2 separate regions of the Mus musculus genome follow, and region 2 is linked to region 1. Evidence: chromatin contacts called from public HiChIP or PLAC-seq data. All regions are on one chromosome and are shown on one strand. Each heading gives the region's core, a stretch centred on a gene start, on an enhancer-like site or on the middle of the called end of the contact. The rest is flanking DNA. Distances are from core to core; before and after follow the strand shown. Region 1 overlaps Acacb (acetyl-Coenzyme A carboxylase beta). Region 2 has its middle 34 kb from the start of Gm13790.

The links. HiChIP or PLAC-seq counts read pairs in DNA pulled down with a chosen protein or histone mark.
Region 2: a contact with region 1 is called in an H3K27ac HiChIP or PLAC-seq map of embryonic stem cells, with 5 read pairs. The contact joins two enhancer-like sites. A contact is called at or near these places in 2 of 484 Hi-C or Micro-C datasets (bone marrow-derived macrophages and embryonic stem cells) and 2 of 115 datasets of contacts at active chromatin or transcription factors (both in embryonic stem cells).

Annotation. Positions count from the first base shown.
Region 1 is chr5:114,183,760-114,187,769 of GRCm38.p6, reverse strand. Acacb (acetyl-Coenzyme A carboxylase beta) reads right to left here. Exons shown (of 52, transcript NM_133904.2): 2 at 3,588-3,720. Among named protein-coding and RNA genes, the nearest start is that of Acacb, 20 kb to the right of the region's middle. Within about 2 kb of position 1,744, at least 9 of the 459 cell types and tissues checked have an H3K27ac peak or open chromatin away from gene starts, as enhancers often do. A contact at or near this core is called in embryonic stem cells, where this site is marked.
Region 2 is chr5:114,515,476-114,519,267 of GRCm38.p6, reverse strand. No RefSeq gene overlaps it. Among named protein-coding and RNA genes, the nearest start is that of Gm13790, 34 kb to the left of the region's middle. Within about 2 kb of position 2,022, at least 7 of the 459 cell types and tissues checked have an H3K27ac peak or open chromatin away from gene starts, as enhancers often do. A contact at or near this core is called in embryonic stem cells, where this site is marked.

The DNA of each region.
Region 1 (4,010 bases), core at 495-2,994:
ACACACACACACACACAAACCTTTAGCAATAACTATACATTTTTGTTTGGTTGGGTTTCTTTTGTTTGGTTGGGCGTGGGCTTTAATACCCTCATCCGAGCTGGCTAGAAGTCAGTCTTCTCCTAGCTGCCTTCGGAACAAGAGGTGGAACTCACAGCTTCTCAAGCCCCACATCTGCCTGGACACTGCCATGCTCCTGCCTTGATGATAATGGACCTGTCAGCCAGCCCCAATTAAATGTTGTCCTTATAAGAGTTGCTTTGGTCATGGTGTCTCTTCACAGCAGTAAAACCCTAACTAAGACAATCCCCCAGCACTAAAGAAAGACCATCAGCATCTCTCAGGCCTGGAGAGATGGCTCGGTAGGCCTCTGGCTGCTCTGACAGGGGACCTGGGTTGTTCAGTTCTCAGCACCTACACAGCAGATCTTTTATAAGCATCTGTAACTCCAGTTCCAGGGGATCTAGCGCCCTCTTCTGTCCTCTGAGAAAACTGCATGCACACTGCATATATGTATGTATATATATACATGTATATATATATGTATATATATATACATGTATACATACATACATACATACATACATACATTCATACATACATATGCTGACAAACACTCATAATATAGAATACATAAATCTTTTGAGTTGGGCATAATGTTAGCACTCAGGAGGCAGAGACAGGCAGATCTCTGAGTTTGAGGCCATCCTGGTCTACACAGAGACTTCCAGGGCAGCCAGGGCTACACAGTGAGACCCTGTCTCAAAAAAAAAAAAAAAAAAGGGGGCTGGTGAGATGGCTCAGTGGGTAAGAGCACCCGACTGCTCTTCCGAAGGTCCAGAGTTCAAATCCCAGCAACCACATGGTGGCTCATAACCATCCGTAACAAGATCTGACTCCCTCTTCTGGTGTGTCTGAAGACAACTACAGTGTACTTACATATAATAATAAATAAATCTTAAAAAAAAAAAAAAAAGAAAAAAAGAAAAAAAGAAAAAGAAAAAGAATCCAGGCAGAATCTGTCTAGAAACTGAAGAAAGACTTCAAGGTCACAGATATCCTGGCTACAGAATGAAACCCTGTCTCAAAATAAATAATACCCGGGCTGGTGAGATGGCTCAGTGGGTAAGAGCACCCGACTGCTCTTCCGAAGGTCTGGAGTTCAAATCCCAGCAACCACATGGTGGCTCACAACCATCCGTAATGAGATCTGACACCCTCTTCTGGAGTGTCTGAAGACAGCTACAGTGTACTTACATATAATAAATAAATAAATCTTTAAAATAAATAAATAATACCCAATCTCCACAGGTAATTAGGCCTCTGGTCTCAAGCTCTGACTCACAGAGCAGTTCCTTCCTGTGTTCTCTCCCACTGCTACACAACCCTGGCCATGCTGCTAAGGCCTGGCCTCCTCTGAAGTGTGGGATGTGACTGCCTCTGTTTAACAGATGGGGAAACTCAGGCCCAGTCAAGCTCACACTGTGACCTCAGGCCTTGACCAAGGCTCCTGGCTCTCCTGCATGGCCCTGCTAAGTCTTTGGGGAACACCACTGCAGGGAAGCAAAACTGCAGGGGAGCACGACTGGGGAGGGGCACCCCTGGGGAGAAGCATCACTGCTGGGAGCACCACTGGGGAGGAGCACCACTGGGGAGGAGAATCACTCAGGGTGAGCATCACTGGAGAGGGCCACCACTGGGAAGGAATGAGTACAGCCTAACGTGGCTTTCTCATTGCTAAAGCAAGGCTTGGTTCAGAGGGCTGGAGGTGGCAAGGGAAGACACATTCTTGGAGCCCCATTGGGGGGAGCTAGATCTCTCCACTCTCATTTCCAGGTACAGGCTTTCTCATGAATCTCCAGTACTGAGGGCAAGCTGGGATCAGCTACTAAGTCAGAAAGTGTGAGAGCACCGGGCAGAGGCTACCTGAGGCTAGTGAGCTGTGATGTTCTGAGGACGAAACACCAGCCACAGTGGAGCCGGCTGCAAAACGCTACATCCATTCCAGTAGTGACACGTGTGACAGGCCCCAAAAACCTGGATATAGTCCAGAGGTGAAAAGTTCACGGAAACTTGGTCCCCTGGAAATTTGGCATCCCCATAGCTAGAATGCCCCAGATTTGTCCCTGCAATAATGTGGAGGGTCTTGCATGCTTTCTTACAGTATTTTACTGGATAAGAGTTAGAAATCTCAGGGCAAGCTACTCCCATATGCAAAAATTTACCATTATCTAGGAAGAAGGAAGATTGGGGTCTAGGGAGGAACCAGAGTAGATACTTAGAACTATAGATAGCTGAGTTACACCCATACACAGGAATTTACAATGGCCTATGGGGAAGGTGGACTATACAATAGACTAGAATAGGAACTACGGCAAGGGCACGATGCCCTTACCCCTGACTTCTAAGATTAAGCTGACCTTAGGTGGGGCTGCTTTTGATCCCAGATGTTAACATTGAATTTTATCCCAGCTGGTTCCTGTTAGCTTTTAAGTACACATTTCCCTGTTTTGTGTAAAAGTCACTTATAAGACTGCTGCTCACTTTGAGACAAATTACATTCAGATACCACACTCCCTTGTGTTAATATTGTCACCAACTCTTTGCCCAACTGAAACCGGGACCCCCAAATTTTTTTCTGCAGATTAAGGGGGGCTGACTGAGCCCGGTCCGCCGCAGCAAAACAGTCTCCTAATGAGTCCAAAATACAGAGTCTAGAAGTGGAGGAGTCCTGGGTTCAGTGGCTAGTACTGCATAGACTGGCCGTCATGGCACACACTTGGGAGGTACAGGTGGGATTATCACAAGGGCAAGTTTATCCTTGGGGTTTGAGGCTAGCCTGGGATACACAAAATTCAAAACAAAAAAACAAAACAAAACAAAAAAAATCCAAAACAGGGACTGGAAAGATGGCTCACTGACTGCTCTTTCAAAGGTCCTGAGTTCAATTCCCAGCAACCACATGGTGGCTCAAAACCATCTGTAATGGGATCCAATGCTCTCTTCTGGTGTGTCTGAAGACAGCAACAGTGTACTCACATAAAAAAATAAATAAATCTTAAAAAAAAGCAATGTTCTTTCCCAGGAGACCCTGAGTGTTTGGAGCAAGACGGAGGAACCATCAAGCCACGTTCAAATCCCTTCGACTCCTCTTATTAACCTTGGACAACCTGCATCCCACCTCTGGGCCACAGCTTGTCATGAACACAGGAGACATAACCAAGGGACCTGCTCACTGTAGTTCGTGGTCTCCTCTCCTCTAAGAAGCCCTAACCTCTGAAAGTGGCTGGCAGCAGCTTCGCTGCTCTCCTACCGTCGACCCAGGAAGTGGCTCCATTCCCCAAAGCACTCAGGAGCCTCTTGATCAAGGCCAGAGACTCAGTCTCCATTTCTGAGGAATGGGCTAATTCACCCATGCTGTGTGTGTGTGTAAAAAGCTCCCAAAGGCAAGCACTCATTGCCCAAACAGATGTCCCAAGAGGAGGCGTCCTCGACCTCTGAAGTGGGAAGAAAAAGCCTGATGCTGGACCTCCAAGAAGAAAAGGGCCCGGCCCCCTCAATCACTAGCCTATAAGACATGTCTCTACCTTCTCTATGACCCTGTTGCCTCCAAACCGAGTGACAAACTCGGCTGGGGACGCGACGGTGAAATCTCTGTGCAGGTCCAGTTTCTTGTGTTCTCGGCCTCTCTTCACCAGATGGAGTCCAGACATGCTGGGCCTGCAAAGGAAAAATAGCAGCCGTGAGGGAGGAAGCCTGGGGTCCCCAGGACAGGAGCCTGGAGCTGTACGGGCAAAGCCAGTGGCCAGAGAGTATCATACACACACACACTCGCTCACACACTCACTCACATACTTCATACATACACCCTGTACACATTCACATACACTCACATACCCTGAAATACCCTGTGTACACGCACGTACACACACACACACACACACACACACACAAACCTGGATGAACAAGAAGACTCAAGGCCAGACAGTGCTACCCTAGGAGGCCTGTGC
Region 2 (3,792 bases), core at 773-3,272, 330 kb before region 1:
TGCTTTTGAATCAAGATGTAGAACTCTCAGCTCCTTCTCCAGCGCCATTGCCTGCCTGGATGCTGCCATGCTTCCCGCTATGATGATAATGGACTGAACCTCTGAAACGGTAAGCCAGCCTCCAATTAAACATTGTCCTTTTTAAGAGTTGCCTTTGGGGCTGGTGAGATGGCTCAGTGGTTAAGAGCGCCGACTGCTCTTCCGAAGGTCCCGAGTTCAAATCCCAGCAACCACATGGTGCCTCACAACCATCCGTAACGAAATCTGATGCCCTCTTCTGGAGTATCTGAGGACAGCTACAGTGTACTTACATATAATAAATAAATAAATCTTTAAAAAAAAAAAAAGAGTTGCCTTGGTCATGGTCTCTCTTCACAGCAATAAAACCTAAACTAAGACAGGGGCTGTGGGTCCCAGGTAGCCTCTAGCAAGCTAGGAAGCTCATTAGCCTTCTGTGGGTCCATTCCTTGGGTCTGATAAATGACCATCTGCTGTTCTATTTGAAGGGATGGAGGAAGTACCACTTGATACCTTGCTCTGGTGACCAGGAAGCCACATGGTGGGACAAGGTGAGGACCTCAGCATAAGGGTGGGAGCTGGGAAAGGTGGAGGCTTCACAGGGAGACATTCAGAGAATGTATGGAACTGTGAAAGAATGTGAGCTCCTTTCTCCTTCTATGTGGGAGTCTATGTAGGGTCAGGTAGTAGAGGCAGATGCTGGGCTACCCGGGATATAAGCTGTCTTAGTTAGGGTTTTACTGCTGTGAACAGACACCATGACCAAGGCAACTCTTATATTTTTGGTTGTGAGCCTAGCCTTTAACGGCTGAGCCATCTCTCCAGCCCGACCAAGGCAACTCTTATAAAGGACAACATTTAATTGCAGCTGGCTTACAGGGTCAGAGGTTCAGTCTGTTATCATCAAGGTGGAAACATGGCAGCATCTAGGCAGGCATGGCGTCAGAGGAGCTGAGAGTTTTGCATCTTCATCATCTGGAGGCTGCTAGGAGAAGACTGGCCCCCAGGTAACTAAGACAAGGGCATTAAAACCCACACCCATAAGGCCACTCCTACTCTAACAAGACCACACCCACTCCAACAAGACCACACCCACTCCAACAAGGCCACACCTCCCAACAGTGCCACTCCCTGGGCCAAACATATACAAACCATCACACAAGCAGACTTGGCTATAAATCTTGATCTCAGGGTTCTGGGGCTACCTGAAGTGCAAGCCTTGTCTCTCTCGGCCTCAGTCAATGCTTATAATCTTGTCAGAACAATTAGGTAACAAAAACCGGAGCACGAGACCAGGCACAGACGGAGGCTTTCAAGTTGTCTGGTGCAAGGCTCACAGTGCATGCTGTACACATGTCTGGGGAGTTCTGAAGACCTCCGTTTGTTTGTTTGTGCCTGAGAGGTGCCTGGCCACTGACCTGGGAAAGGGTACCAGCCAGCCCAGAGTACCTTCCATGAAGATACCAGGCGCCAGGGGTCAGGAGGCTTGGGGAGTTCCTGTCTGTCTGAGATCCCTGGCTCTGTTCCCCAGTTTGACCCTGCAAGTCTCTCACTCTGGGCCTCTGTCTCTACTTCTCAGCTCATCCCCTGGGCTGTGACTAGTGGAATTGGGGGAGAAGCAAGGATGGGAAAAGGGGCTCAGTGGGGGCTCCTTGAGGCTTCTCTTGAACCTCCCCTAGTCCCAGCTATTGCATTCTTGACCCAATCTTAGTCGTGTGTCCCTCAGGGTGGGGGCGGGGGTGCATCTCAGCCTCCAACTCTGATGGTTCCACTTAGGAAGTTAAACTTCTGACTTTCTGATGGTACAGCTGCTGTCTTCTGGACTGTATTTGATAAACTGTAGGAGAGACTAAAGAGCCCAACCCCCCTTCCTTCAGTACTTCTTCCCCGACCCCTTCCCTCTCAGGGTCAGTGGTGTCTTGAATAGGAATGGACCCCACAGATTCATGTGTTAGAATGCTTGACTCCTAGGGATTGGTGCTACTAGGGGGTGTGGCCTTGTTGGAGGAAGTACGTTACTAGGGGTGGGGCTTTGAGGTCTCAGCTGTTCAAAACTGAAGCCGAGTGGTTCAGTTTCATTTCTGCTGCCTGCAGATCAAGAACTCTCAGCTTGCTGGGCAGTGGTGGTGCACGCATTTAATCCCAGCACTTGGGAGGCAGAGGCAGGAGGATTTCTGAGTTGGAGGCCAGCCTAGTCTACAGAGTGAATTTCAGGACAGCCAGGGCTACACAGAGAAACCCTGTCTCGAAACAAAAACAAACCAAAAACAAACAAAAAGAACTCTCAGCACTATTCTGCCATGCCTCCTGCCATGATGATAATGGACTGGACCTCTGATACTGTAAGCCAGCCCCAATTAAATTTTTTCCTTTATAAGAGTTGTTGTGGTCATGGTGTCTCTTCACAGCAATGAAACCCTAACTAAGACAGGGTCTGTCTTCATTCCATTCCCTGTGGCTGCGATGTTTAAAAATTCCCTGACAGAAGCAATTGTGGTAGTTTGAATGGAGTGTCCCCCACAGTGCTGGGCATTTGAACACTTGGTTCCAGTTGTTGGTACTGTTTGGGGAGGATTAGAAGGCATGGCCTTGTTGGAGGAAGTATGTCATTGGAGGTGGGCTGGGGAATTTAAAGATATGAGCCATTTCTTTTTACATTTTATTTATTTTTATTTACTTATTCATTTATTGTTTTTTTTTTTTTGTTTTTTGTTTTTGTTTTTGTTTTTGTTTTTTTTTTTGAGACAGGGTTTCTCTGTGTAGCCTTGGCTGTCCTGTAACTCAATCTGTAGACCAGGCTGGCCTCGAACTTAGAAGTCCGCCTGCCTCTGCCTCTGCCTCTGCCTCTGCTTCCCAAGTGCTGGTACTAAAGGCATTCACCACCACCGCCCAGCGATGTGAGCCATTTCTAGTTCACTCTTTTTGCTTTGTGCTTTCAGATTCAAGATATGAGATCTGGGTGCCTGCTCCTGGGGCTACGCCTTTGCTTAGGGATGCAAATAGATACCATTCCTGTAATGTCAGGATGCTCTGCATCAGGGACTCTAAAGCCTCTGCAACTGTAAGCACAATTAAGCGTTTTCTTCTGTAAATTGCCTTGGCCATGGTGTTTTATCACAGAAATAGAAAAGTAACAAATAAAGCAACCTAAGGGACAAAGGTTTTATTATTATTATTATTATTATTATTATTATTATTATTTTGTTTTTGGTTTTTCCTGGCTGGCAGTTCAGTACCCCTTCCATCCAAGCAGAGACATCAGGGAATCAGACACTGGAAGCAGCTGGTTATATTGTATCAGTGATCTGAAGGCTAAAAGCAATCAACACCCCCGGCTGCTCATCTCTTCATTCATACCACCCAAGCTCAGAGTCAGGGTGGTTGATCCTATTCTCTGCCCAGAGATCCTTGTCCCAGGTGATTCTAGATTCTGACAGTAACGCTAACCACCTCAGCGTCTCATGTGTACCTCAGACTGGCTTTGAACTTGATCCTCCTGCTTCCTCAGCCTCCCAAGTGCTAAGATTCCAGACATGTACCACCACAGCCAGCTTCACACTTTATCATAAAACTAGGCGTTGTGTTAGATGATGTCACCCACTGTAGGCTGATGTCAATGTTCCGAGCACATTCAAGGTCAGCGAGGCTAAGCTGCAATGTCAGTGTTCGTTCGTGGCAATTAAATACATTTTTGACTTAATGATGTTTTCGTCTTATGATCGACCGACTGGGACTGTGGTTCTATAACTAAATCAAGGAAAGATGAACTTGTCC